2 separate regions of the Zea mays genome follow, and region 2 is linked to region 1. A link is a contact called in public Hi-C data. All regions are on one chromosome and are shown on one strand. Each heading gives the region's core, a stretch centred on a gene start, on an enhancer-like site or on the middle of the called end of the contact. The rest is flanking DNA. Distances are from core to core; before and after follow the strand shown. Region 1 holds the start of LOC107305682 (Cysteine-rich repeat secretory protein 55). Region 2 holds the start of LOC100279211 (Acyl-CoA N-acyltransferase with RING/FYVE/PHD-type zinc finger domain).

What was found. A called contact is a pair of places that touch in the nucleus more often than the background predicts.
Region 2: a contact with region 1 is called in a Hi-C map of tassel, with 2.3 times the contacts expected there. The contact joins the promoter of LOC100279211 here to the promoter of LOC107305682 in region 1. A contact is called at or near these places in 3 of 25 Hi-C or Micro-C datasets (ear, leaf and tassel).

The regions. Positions count from the first base shown.
Region 1 is chr1:41,373,314-41,380,249 of Zm-B73-REFERENCE-NAM-5.0, reverse strand. It overlaps LOC107305682 (Cysteine-rich repeat secretory protein 55), which reads left to right and starts at 2,865. Exons shown (of 2, transcript NM_001320826.1): 1 at 2,865-3,267; 2 at 3,384-4,016. The coding sequence starts at 2,918. The coding sequence ends at 3,840. LOC100381585 reads left to right here and starts at 4,783. Exons shown (of 1, transcript NM_001356628.1): 1 at 4,783-6,584. The coding sequence starts at 5,612. The coding sequence ends at 6,190.
Region 2 is chr1:41,690,106-41,697,041 of Zm-B73-REFERENCE-NAM-5.0, reverse strand. LOC100279211 (Acyl-CoA N-acyltransferase with RING/FYVE/PHD-type zinc finger domain) reads right to left here and starts at 4,269. Exons shown (of 23, transcript NM_001360944.1): 1 at 4,227-4,269; 2 at 3,423-3,518; 3 at 3,299-3,343; 4 at 2,821-3,149; 5 at 2,406-2,625; 6 at 2,225-2,296; 7 at 1,927-2,125; 8 at 1,765-1,828; 9 at 1,117-1,352; 10 at 924-1,011; 11 at 729-813; 12 at 572-631; 13 at 426-478; 14 at 111-247. The coding sequence starts at 3,440.

The sequences.
Region 1 (6,936 bases), core at 1,616-4,115:
AACTAGGTCGTGCGAGATCTAGCCCGTTGTGTCGCACCTAAGGTCTACGCACGACGCGATGATCAGGCTAGGGCGTCATGTGCCCGGTGGACAACGGTCCGAGCCGAGATGCCGCTCGACAATCCGATCCATTTAGACATATATACCCATACACTAGTGATACACCTGTACAGACATACAGTGATACAAGCAAGACAATTGCCCATGTAGGCAAGGCTATCATGTGTCATTGTCGCAGAGCTGTCAGATTATCGATCGAGGACCTATGCACCAGACATGTCTGGTGGTTCAATAGAAGTTACCATTATGTCCTTTGCGCACCGGATATAGACACTGCAGGTCACATTGGGCATGTCCGGTGCTTTATTTTTAGCGCGATACACTTTTATATTTTTGGTGTAACTAGAGCTCCGAACTTGATTTTTGACATTTTAGAAAGCTAATGAAAATTTGTACGTCTAAAATCATGTGAATCCGGACATATCTAAACTTATGAGGCAATTCTAATTCATCAATCTTCTTGTCTCTTCTTTGGTGGATTTAATTTTATTTATGTCTTTACGTTGGAGCTTCTACTTCTTGGTGACTTGAACTTTTAGCATGTTTCACACGATTTCAATGTGGCTTCTAATGTTTTACCTGAGGTGTTGATCATTAGTACTATTCTTTTGCCTAAGTTCAGATCTAGCTTGCATCCATTTAAACTATACATTGTATACTAGTAAATAGTATCAATCTAAATGAGCATGTTATTTATCAAACGCCAAAATCCAAACTTGATGGTGGCTATTTTCCTTATTTGGTGGGGTATACCCGTTATATCATGTAGCTCCACTCGTGTGTATCGATGTGCACCCATATGTCACAAGACTACCTACAATGGACCAGTTATATTTTCCTTATATCGGTTGATGCTATGGAAGCTACAGGACAAGGGGACGACACAATACGTCACCAGGTCTAGGGGAGCACTGTGGAGCTCCCATGTCTCGATTCTAGTGCTCGACAGTATTTATTAGTTGCGTAAAAATGGTATGTATGATAAAAAGTATGGGAAATGATATTTTATAAAGATAATGGGGGCATATGGGGAATATTTAGGAGGAACCGCTGCAGAAAGATGAAAAGTAGGGGTAGAATTTTGGTGAGGTGACTCTATAGTACGGTATAAGTGAGAAAAAGAACGAGTTTCCTCTTAGCCCCCCCCCCCCCCCCACATTCCGCGTTGGATTTGGGGGTTCTATATAGTGCTGGGAATATTGGCCGGGCTTTTCGGGCTAGCACGAGCACGACCCGAAGGCGGGCCTGGGTCAGGCCTCAAATTCCGGCCCGTCGGGCCCCCGACACGGCCCAATTAAGTCCAATCTGTTTAATTTCTTTAATTTAGTAAGATATCGACTTTATATTGGTGTTATATTTAGAGTTTATGTGGTTAAATGATGCTAGAATTGTTTAATATGTTTAATTTAGTAAGCCATGAACTTTATATGGTTGTAATATTTTGATTTTATGTGGTCAAATATACGGGGCCAGGCTTAGGCCGGCACGGCCCAACGAAGGCATAACGTGATTTAGGGCTTTCCTGGCACGAACCCGTTTAGCACGAAGCACGATAGGCTTAGGCCAGACTGACCCGGCCCGGCCCAATTCCCAGCACTAGTTCTATATATGCTTCTATCTTAAAATTTGCTGACGTGGTCAGCTCTGTGGATGAACTCCTCTTACTCCGCGTCGTGTCTGCTTCTGGGTGGACGAGTGGAACTCCACACAACTTAAGACCAGTGTACTCCACCTATGGCCTAGGGGGATTGGTGGACCATGCATGCAAGATGGATGCGTCTGGTCCTCTTCTTCCTTTTCGGCCTTCACTCCGGCCGCCAGATTTACATGCTCTGACAGTTAAACGTGCGATTGGTTTAGGTAATTAGTCACTACTAGGCAGCTACCATCCACATCACTACATGGACATGGATATATTGGTTCACTCGAGCAACTTACAACCTGTTTTTATCGTGCATTACAGTAGTACAACATCTAGCTAGCTGACTACGAATGTCTCCGACACAAACACAACCTTTATTTTAACTTGCATGCAAATTATAACAAAACAAAGCTGATCTCTCTCTCTCTCTCTCTCTCTCTCTCTCTCTCTCTCTCTCTCTCTCTCTCTCTATCTCTCTTTTTTTCTGAACCCCAGGAAATCGAAATCCAGGGAGCTCTCGTCTATGAGCTGTGATGTGCTAAACTGCTACTCCCAAGGACAAAGTCACAATCACACAACTTCTTCACAAGTGTTGTCTAAAGTCTAAACCATGCAAAGCCCCAAGTCAAAGTCAATGGGCCATACTAGTAACATGCATGGCGCGGATGGAGCCGCCAATCCAGCTATAGCCCAATGTCTGCAAGTTGCCAAGTGCCCTTCTGCCCGTGCCCACCCGTGGACCAGCAGCTGACTCAGCGGCCAGCAATTATATGTCTATAAAATGTGCTGGTCAATTTTTTTAAATCTAACTATCTTTATAAAAAACATTCGCAATATTCATAACTTTTAAATAGGTTTAATAATCTATTTAATGATACTAATTATATAATACAAATATTAGTATTTTTAATATATTTGGAAAAGCTAATTATATTACATTTTTTATAAAGCGAGAACGATAATTAAAAAGTCATAGAAGAGGGAGCATGTGCTCACGGTCATGCACTCATGCTAATGTCCACGTCAAAATTTGCATGCAACCAAGAAAACAGTCAAATAAAGAACGTTCGGCAGCAAACCAGCAAGCACCTCTGCTCGATCTCCTATCCGCGCTCTCCGATCCCGGCACTATATAAGCTCCAGCCATTCTTCTCAATGGAGAGCACGCACTTGCAAAGAACTCGAGAGCTTGATTCAATCATACCCTACACTGCCATGGAGTCCAGCAGGATGCGCTGCTGCATGCTGCTTGTTGTTTCCTTGGCTCTGCTGCTCCCGCTGGGCATGGCCGCGGACTCCATCGGCAGCTACTGCTCAGGAAGCAGCTACGCTGGCAGCAGCAAGGCCGTGGCCAACATCAACTCCGTCCTCGCCGACCTCGTCGCCTCGGCCTCCTCCACCGGGGGCTACGCCACGTCCACCGCCGGCAAGGGCAACAACAGCATCATCTACGGCCTCGCGCAATGCCGCGGCGACGTCTCCGCCAGCGACTGCGCGTCCTGCCTTGCCGACGCCGCCAAGCAGCTCCCCAGCACCTGCAGCTACAGTTCCGACGCGAGGATATGGTATGCTCAACACTGCATGGCTGTATAGATACGTATGCAATTATGTAGACACATGCATGCAAGTATGCAACTGCTAATGCTAAGCATCGAGCTTGCATACATACATATGCATGCAGGTACGACTACTGCTTCATGCGGTACGAGAACGCCAACTTCTTCGGGCAGGCGGACACGGACGCGGGCGTGATCCTGGTGAACGTGCAGGCCATGGACAACCCGAAGGCGTTCGAGAAGGCGGTGGGGAAGGTGATGGGCAAGGCGACGGCGCAGGCGTCGGCGGCGGGCAGCGCGGGGCTCGGGCGGGACAAGGAGCAGTACACGCCGTTCGTGTCCATCTACGGGCTGGCGCAGTGCACGCGGGACCTCGCGCCGCTGACCTGCGCGCAGTGCCTGTCCACGGCGCTGTCCAGGTTCGGCGACTACTGCGGCGCGCAGCAGGGCTGCCAGATCAACTACAGCAGCTGCAGGGTGCGCTACGAGATCTACCCCTTCTACTTCCCGCTCGCCGGAAAGGGCGGCGGCCTCGCCACCACCGACATGACGAAGAACACCAAGATCGTCGTGCGTCCTTAATTAGCCTGAAGTGACTTGTGTGCCTTAACGTAGGGTAAAGTAGCCTTGCGTTAGCTAGCAATAAAGATGTGCAACTGTATGTGTTAAGAGCTTATGCAGTGTAAGTACATCTCTGCGTCGAAGCAATAGTATTGATATGTTAAACTACGATCAGTCACCACCAACTTTTATGTTCCCATCAGCATGCATCATTCGGTATGTAAAAGATTACTCCACTGCTCAAGCTTAACACGGATCGATGATGCGCATTGCGCGCTACTCTTGTTTCGATATTTGTTTGCTGTTGCAGTGGGACATACATAATGGAAGAACATTCTCTCAATCTCAAGACAGGTCCCGCTGGTTCGACGACCACACCATGTATCTCAGCCGCTGGAACTTTTTTTTCCTGACTGGAGAGTACGTGAAAACTACTAGTAGCCTCAGAGGAGTATCTTAAATGGAGAACAGAATGGAAAATGCGCCTACCTGAATCCAGGGTACCTAGTTGCAATTTGAAAGCTTGGCAGCAGGGAACATGCGACAGCATGGGCAAAAAGCAGAGCTTTATTTCACCTGCTCGCTGTATGCTGCCTGCTGGAGCTGGCATGGATTCATCTCAAGCGACACCGGCGAGATTGATCTGGGCATGCACAAGCCACACTCGCTCTAGCTAGCGGCCGGCGAAGTTCAGAGTTCAGACCACTCTCTTCTTTTTCTTCTTATCTTCCTAAACTCCATTGCCGGCGATGGACCTGACGAGCGTCGTCCCTTCGCTTGCGCTGTTCCTCTCCGTACAAATGTTCAAATCCAAAAGGCGGCGTGGAGTCTTGGCGGCCGCCGGGCCGCCCACGTGTTGGGAATTCCGGCGAGTTCAGCTGCCGGTTCTCACACTTACTAACTTTACAATCGATCGAATAACTAGAGACAGGAACTGAAGAACTAGAGACGAGGTGATATTTTGGTGCTGTGTAACGGACAACCTTTTCTGTCGTATTGCTCTGAATTAATAAACAGACTCGACTCGTTTACATGCACTTCATGTTGCGTTTACTCGCCGTGCCATCCCACGTCCTACAAGCACTCGCGCACTCTCCTAAGACTCGGACTCGCCCCGCATGAACTGGCCTACGACAGGCACTAGACTCGTTCAGCCACAACTAACTGGCCGGTTATTCAGGCCAACGAATTCAAAGAAAAATATAGCTAAGTCCTAACTGACAGGAGCTAAGTCCCAACGGATAGACATCAGGATTACAGACAACAAACCCCCCTAATCCTAGAGCTCATCCTTTATGTTGACGACGCCAATGCGATCACGGAGGAGCTAGAACTTCACACGATCCAGCGGCTTTGTCAATATATCCGTGAGCTGATCTTGAGTTGTAATCTGCTTAAGGATAATTTTCCTCCTGTCCACACATTCTCTGATATAATGAAATCGTGTGTCAATGTGTTTAGTTCGATCATGGTGGACAGGGTTTTTGCTAAGGTCGATTGCTGACTTATTGTCCACTTTGAGGACCGATGGTTCGGGCTCTCCTCCCATCACATCCTTCAGATCTAGTTTGAGTACTTTGAGTTTAGAGTGCTTTGGAGAGATTGGAGAGTGTGTAAATCCTCAATATATCAAATACTCCTTCAATATATCTCAATTCACTCTAATACGACTCATTACTAGAATACCTACACTAGGCCTCAGTAGTCGTACTGGCCAGACTGTTCCACATGCACCTACTGCTGCAGCTATGTACTCGCCTCACAGGATGAGAGAGCTAGCACCTTTTGCTTAATGGACTGCCAAGTGATAGGATTATTGGCCAAGAAGAAGAACAACCCGCTTGTGCTCCTTCTGTCGTCAACATCTCCTGCGTGGTCACTGTCACTGAATCCAACCAATTCCTTGTGTTCCGTGAATCCAACCATCTCCTGCGTGGTCATCAACATCTCCTTCTGTCATCCACCAGATGTACGTGCTGCTGCTCCGTCGCGGCGCGTGGCTTCTCCAGCGCTGGCAGCAGGGTCACTGGCCCCTCCACAGCACTGGGCGACTCCTCCAGCGCTGGGGCTAGGGTTAGAGGTGGTGGATCCGGCGCCGCCTTCTCCAGCAGGGGCCAGGCCACCTGCTTCGGGGGATGATCTGTCGGCGCCTCCTCCACCAGGGACGGGACCGCTAGCTGCAACAGTTGTCCCGGCGGCGCCTCCAATGCCCCGACCGGGGTCTCCTGTGGGTGGATCTGAGCCCGAGAAGCCTCCAGCGCCGGGGATTCTGCCGACGATGCGGTCTCCACCGCAGAGCGGGCGGAGCTGGACGGAGGAGACCCGTGCGAGGAGCAGAGTCCCCTCCTCCTCTTCGGCCTGCGCGACATAGGCCTTCCCCTTGTTGGACTTAGACGGGCAATCTCTGGCCCAGTGGCCAGTTTTGCCGCAGCTCCGGCACTGGTCGCGGCCTTTCCCAGCACCGGTTCGCTCGCCAGTTGCTTGTCGCGCCTCGACGTAGACGTCGCCTGTGGTTACCGGACTTCGACGCGCCGGCGTCATTTCGGTGCTTCTCCTTCCACCGAGCCTCCCACTGCTCCTCCGTTAGGTACAGCTTACCCCCCGTCGACGGTGGTGAGGCATCATCAGCATGCTCGGCCGCTTTCAGTCGGCCGGTGATATCCTCCATCGACAGGGTCGACACATCCAGTCGGAAACTACTAGTTGCTTGTACCTTGACTCCCGATCCAAAGATACTTCTCCACTAAGTTAGGGCTAATCGATTAGCTCTCAATTCATATGGATTGAGTGGGATTGGATGGGTTTAAATCCCAAGGAAGTCAAAGTTTTTCTAAATTTTTTCTAATCCCATAAAATCCATATATAGTGTGAATAACCAAACAAGGTCTTATTTGGCGAATCTGAATCACCTAGCATAGCGAGCTGCGCGACCACGTCCGTGAGTCAAAGTGCGAATGCCTCCACCGACTTGCCGTCTCGGAACGAGAGCATCTCGTACATGCGGCGTAGCCTCTGTGCCGTCGACTTCCTCACTCATTCATCGCCGATCCGCATCGTCTTTAGTGTTTCCCACGCCTCCTTTGCCGTGGGCTTGATAGCCAGTGTGGCCACCATCTC
Region 2 (6,936 bases), core at 3,020-5,519, 320 kb before region 1:
TCTGCACTGGGTAATTTAATGAAAATAGACAGAAACCTAAATAAGCTATTGGTTGTTAAAATGAACCTCGGCGTACACATTACAGTATTACACGGCACCCATTAAGTTACCTGAAGAAGTAAGGTTATGGTAGTCACTGACGCTGGAAACACTAGCATTGTCGAATCCATTTGGATTCAAATGATCTTGCAGTTGCAGAGCTAGCTTATGAAGTGATAATCCTTCTAATGTATAAATGTTGTGATACCTGAAACATAAAATTTTCACCACTTAGATGAATTTAAACACCCAAGAACTCTTTTTAGGTCTTTATTACAAAAGGTTAATTGAATGCCATTTTGGAAATTGGAACTTCTAGCTCTTATATTATATGAGTACTAAAGTTCGCATAGGCACTACTTCTTCCCAAAAATAGTGGTACTTACGGTTGCCGTCTTCTCCCCATGCCAGCATGTTCTTCAAAGTGGGAAGGAGAAAACTGGAGTTGAAACAGAACAGCAAAAACATCAATTGGTCCTCATGCAGAATAATTACAGCGTAAGAAAAAAAATGATGTTTGCTTAGTTTTTACCTCTTGATTGCAACAGTTACAGATGATGCATGTTCCCCGTTTATACCCTTGCTTTAGAGCCTAAAAACAGTGAAGCGTGAGTCCTCTTAAGAGTGCTACATATTCAGGTGATTGCGGAAAAGGGGGCCAATATAGTTCACATAAATATCCAGAGCACCTCTCCATTCTTTAACTTGTAAGTCAACAAAGTATTATCTGCAAGGCCATCCTCCTTGAAAATCAGTGGATGCAAAGTGGTATCCCTGAAGAAATGGTAGGTTATGCATCATTTCGAAATGTCATGTAAAAGAGCGCCTTTCACCAGCTTTTGCAAAGAGATCCCTTAAATGTTACAAAAAATTTAATCGTTTACCTTGTTTTTGATTCTTTTGACTTTGAGTCTATGCTGCAGTTTCGGAGTGGCCTTTGCGTGATTTTTACTGGACTTGATAAAGAAAGCCCTAAATTTGTTGAATCGTGTTTAGAGTGGTTAGTGGTTACTGCAGTAGGTAATGGAGAATCAGACTTAACACCATCGATGCTGAGAGGGTCTCCTGTGTTCTCACTGTGAGTTTCTTCAGTGCCTTTCTTCTCTGAGGTGTCAGTAGAGTGGCCAAAACCCCCTTTGCCTGGGCTTCCGCTAAAGGTTGGAGTTGAAGTCCCAGTGTCTCCTTGTCTAAACCGTCTCCCAGACCGCCTTTTAGATGCACTCCAGTTAAGGTTTGAGATGCTATTGCTGACAGAATCTTTCAAGTAATCTCTCAAACTGTAAATCATCTCCCCTGCAGCCAACCCCTGTGAACTAGAGGTGGGGTTTCACAGCAAGATGAAGTTAGCATGAGGAGCATTATGATGATTTAAATGTAAGTGACTGCAAATTGGCAGTACACTTCATCGAAATGGTGAAAAGGTTTGCTAAAATAGTTAAGAGATAGAACAACAAATTAGCAAGGATAGGGATGTCAGTTCAAAGTTAAAAATCAATTCTCACTGAAAATGCATCCAATTAGCCCAAGCCATCACTTGCAAGGTTTATGGGCTTACGGAGTATATACAGAAGCTGAAGCCCCAAAACAATAGTAGGTAAAACTATGGATGCATATATACTATATAGAATATAGGAACATAAATAGATCTTAAGATAACATGGCACAGTATATATGTATTTATAAATCTGAACTTAAGTCCTATTGAAATTTTGCAATGCAACCTACCTCTGAGTCAAACAACCATCTGAAGCCACAGCATCTAAATAATCTTTTCTCTTCTGAAATGAAGCTAAACGATCAACAAGATGGAAGATAGGACAAGGAAAAAATTAGCACATTCTGAGCAACACACAAAACCAACAGATCCTTAGGTGCTAGCTAAAATACCTTTCCACTTGTTATACTCATCCAAATTAGGAGGGAAACCAATCTTCTCTTCAATGAAATCCCCAAGCATGTTAAGCTTACAAGGTTTCAGTGCTTCCACCACCCTGAATAGAGAAATCCCGGTATCCAAGAAGATGTGATCAATCTGGTTGTCAAATGACTGACCATAATGCTCCTCAAACTCGCACGCATTCATAATCTACAATTTATCAGGTATCATGAGGTCAGTTACCAGACAAATTAAAAAGAGCAGTATAACTTATCATTGATGCAACACAAACAGTACCAGAAAGCTTACATTACTATTGTAATTACACTTTGAGCAGCCACAAGAATAACCCTGTCCATTTATCCGTCCAACCTCCTCCACCTAAATATAATCAAAATGAAGCATAAATGTTGTCCTTGAGATACAAAACCCTATGTTTCAGTCAGTTTACTCAATCAACAATCCTAATGCCAGCAGGAACAACACACACCTCATCCTTCATGTAGGTCACCCTGAAACCTTCAAGAAGTCCAGTGGACAGCAGTCCTCTAACATCTCTAAGGTCACTGTCTAGCTGATACTCTGTTTCTGTCACTCCCACTAGAGCATCGTGCATCACATGGTCACCACCTGCTTCATCTTTGATCTGTTCCGCAGCAGGCCCTTCAATGCCGCATATAGTGTCCAACTCAGCCGTGGAACTGCTTTGCCTGCTTAAAAACTGAAGGAACTAAGTAACATGCAACGAGTACTAATATAGATAATTGCATAAATACTTGTCTGATTATGCCAGTTTATGATTGAACACATGTCCCCGAGTCCCACTGAAGGTCTAACACTTCGCTACGAAATTACACCATCGCATAGATAGTTGCCATAACAAATCGATCAGTGGAATCACTCACTTCAAACCAAGCAGACACAAGCTGGCTTTCTCCTCCTCGGTCAGCATCACCATGGCTCCCCGTCCAGGCAAAGGGGGATCCACCGTCACGCCGTCAACCTGAACCCCGTTGGGTTCCCAGCTAGCGGGCGCGCCTGCTTGCTGCCCCTGCGGCGCAGATGAGGCTTCGGTGGCAGGCACAGTCATGAGTACCCCGGCGGTCGCCCAAAACTCCTCCGCACAAGGGGGCCAATTTCTGAGCTCGTGGAACAGGTCGTAGAGCAACTTGTCGTTGATGAGGAGGATGTTACCGTTCTGGTTCTTCGACTCCGCCCCCACGTGCTTCTCAAACTGCAGCGCCGACCAATGGCGGACACAGGACAAGGTTCTAAATGGGGTGGCATCGTAAGAGACAAATCAGTACAGACAAAAGTAGTTTTATGATGATAACGTGAAGGTTAAGTGATAATATCAGAAATGTTCCAAAATTACATAAATACCGGAAATCCTTTTTGGTTGTACCGAATCACCAATAAAAATCCAATCTATACTTCGAAAAATTGTATATTAGATAAAAATCAATACAAGAAAAATATGTTGACAAAAGTAGTATAGTGAATATACCGCTAAGTTACCAAACATCCATGAAGATATAATTTAGTATACCACTCTGAATGGACGACACATAGCCTAGTTACAATAGAGGTACACTGTACATTGCTGATCACAAAATATCATGCAAAATCACAGAAAAAATAAATACCAATTAGAGACATTGCAAAATGAAGACCATATCAATTTTGAGCAATGAGGAAACTTGATTACATTTCTTAAAATTCAAATGCAATTACTACTGTCAAGTTACCAGATCATACATAATGACTTACGTTTCAAGATACTGAAGTAGAATATGAACGATGACCAACATCAACAGACAAAAATAGAGGCATAAAGCCACTCAGTACAGAGTAATAACAGAAACAAGATAGTCACTAGATAGATATCTGTATCCCTGGATCTTCAGCCACTAGATAGATAATTGTAACTTAATCAGAGTATCAGACTGTGGATATGCCACTCTGTATCTCTAGATCTTTGCACTGAATAAGAATAACATCAACGCAGTCCAAAACAAATATGAAGCCACCCTGCTTTTTAAATCTAAGGCCTGGAACAATTATTGTGACTGGTATCCAGCAACCCAAGTAAACATACAGCAGCAGGCAGGCAGCTTAACTTCCATCCACATAAAGCAAGCAGTACCACTAGACAATACTTCTGGAGCCTTGACTAATATCAAAATCCCTCTCGTGACTCACAGCTCAACATTGTTGGGACCAACAATAACTCATTAACTTTATATGGTTGCCAGTGCAAGCTTGATAGTAACTTGATGTTGGTGTTTTTGGCTACTAGCTAATTCCTTACCTCGAATCGTCGCCAGTGGAATCAGCCGGAACACTAGCTAGGTAAAGTGGCTGGCTTGCTTGCTCTGATAGCTTTCAAGAGGACGGAGAGGAAGCTGTATCCCACACGATCGAAGACGAACCAGACCGCGGTGGAGCCCACCACGAGGGAAGGTAGGAGGCCGTGAGATGGCGGCGGCAGGCGGCCGACAACGAGGGCAGGCGGCGAGGGGAGGGGATCGAACGGCTAGCGTGGTGAGTAGGCCGACCAAGCAGTAGAGCTCTAGATGGGTTGGGCCTAGAGAAAAAAAAAACTAGCTTCTATTAGATTTGGCCCTATCTACTGCATAAAACTTTGTTTATTTTGCTGCAGTAAACGAGGTTATAAAAGTGAGTTGGAGCCATGGGTCATGGCCCACCTTGCCCATGTCCGCCCTTGGCGTCGACAGACGACAGCACCTGCGCGGCGCAAAGAAGAAACCCATGAGAAGATGAAGATCCGAGCAAAACCATAGAACCGGCGAAGTATTCCGAAAACATATAGGTACTTGATCGAGCTGACTGACCTTGTCGTGGCAGCCGCAGCAGGCGTAGCCGCCATCGGTGACGAATCTAGGAGTTCTAGCTTAAGAACTCTAATTTTTCATAAATTTCTGTTTTTTAAAAATAATTATTTTTCTTTGAGAAAATATGAATTCCTAAAGAAAATAGAATTCTCAAACTAGCCCTAAAAGAAACGACGATGTTCAAGTGGCCTGAACTGGGTCTATCGATTTTGTCACAAGTCTTGTGGCCAATGTACTCACATATTATTCCATTCCGAGAAAACGTAAATGTCGGAGAGTAAATCTCCGGCCGGGTGGTGGAATGCACCCACCCTAAATCCTAAGATGAGAAGGGGTCTAAGCTTTTTTCTTGTTAGTTGGAAAATGGGGAGAACACAAGAACACGCAAGGATTTAGAGTGGTTCGGGTCGCCGGAGCGTAACACCCTACTCCACTGTGTGATGTATTGAGCTTGTATGAACTTGTGAGCGTCTAAGTGTGCTTAAGTCTCAGTCCGCTCGAGCCTAAGTGAGCTTGTCTTGTAATGGTGCATGCCTCCCCTTTTATAGTTGAAGGGGGGCACGTACAAGGGTGATGAGCACCGACATGCGGGCCCAGGGACATAGCAGATGTAATACTTGGAGCAACTAATGTTCGTTGCTGGAGCAATCTTCTTGTGCCCTGACATCCATGATCTGCGTAGTATTGGCGTGCAGGGGAAGCTTCCCTGGCAACGTATAAGTGATGATGGACACAGTGCACCTCGCAGCACGGGCGTACTGTTTGACAATGGACTGGACATGCACGCCGCCTGCATGATGGCCTGGATGCCGCCTGTCAGCGGAGTGGACAGGACACATTAAATGCTGAGAGGGCACATCGTCTGTCAGCGGATAGACAGGCGGCGCGTCTTTTCCGCAATAAATGCAGAGGCAGCGCGGCCCAGAGGCCTTACGTCAGGCCCCGCCCGCTGGTTTACGTCACAGGCGATAGTCCACGTGGCAGCATCGGGCCTCCGCCTGAGCGGGGAGTGGAAGCGCACTGGATAAAGCCTGGACACGTGTCAGTACCGGACCCTCGCCTGTCCTTGACCTAGACCAGGGTATTCCCTGTCCCGGGACCTTGCTGCGGGTGGCCTGGACCTCACTTAGAGGGGTTCGGACCTCATCCAAGGGGTCCGGCTTGCTTACTTGGGAGTCCCGGACCGTACTCGGAGGTCCGGGCTATGTGTACAGGGGCCCGATGCTTTCTTGAGGAGGTCCGGACCTACTGATGGTATCCTGGAGTATATCACCTCTTTTGTCCACATGGCATCTCTGGGACTGCCCACGTGTTGGGGTCGGGTGCTGTTCACCGCGCGGCTAGAGATAGCCGCACGGGCACCGTGTCTTCATGCTGTAGTAAGGGGTACCCCTAATTCAGGGTACCGACAGTAAATAACTCATACGTGAAAAAGGATGGAAATAGATATCTAAACTATGATCAACAGATCGTACATATGACAATATAAAACACTTTTTAGTATTAGATTCTATTTACATAGTGAAGTTTTAAGTTTATGGCCATTAAATCGTATATATACCTATGCAAACATTTACATGGAAGTTTATATCGTAAGATTTGAAATGAGAGATGTTACTAAACAGGGGGTGAAAACTAAGTCTAAGATAGGCTTAACACACAAGTCATTATAGATGGTCATTTAGCACTAACACGATGGGCCAGCCCAGACACGACACGAAAAAACACGGCCTAGGCACGACCCGGTCCGGCTAGTATAGTGTCAGTGCCTAGCACGGCACGACTATAGTGCCGTGTCTGGGCCACCATCTCGACCCGTAGTGCTGGCACGGGCACGACACGGTTACATTTTTATTTTAAAAATAATAGTTTACATATATTAAGTATAAGAAATCTACTACTACTCTATAAGGCTCTAAGGAGGGTGTCCACAGTTGTGTGTCATGCCCCCGCCCCTGCGATTCGCGTCCCTGCAGCCCTGCTCTCCGTGGATGGAAGGACAAAATTCCACGGATGCCTCCGCGACCGCCCCGCCATCCTCGCCCTCGTCTCGATCTCCATCGATGGAAGGGCGCCAGGGATTGCCTCCGCGGCAGCCCCCACCATTCTCGCCCCTGTTCGCTCTCCGCCATCCTCGCCCACACCCGCCATCCACAGAGGCGACAC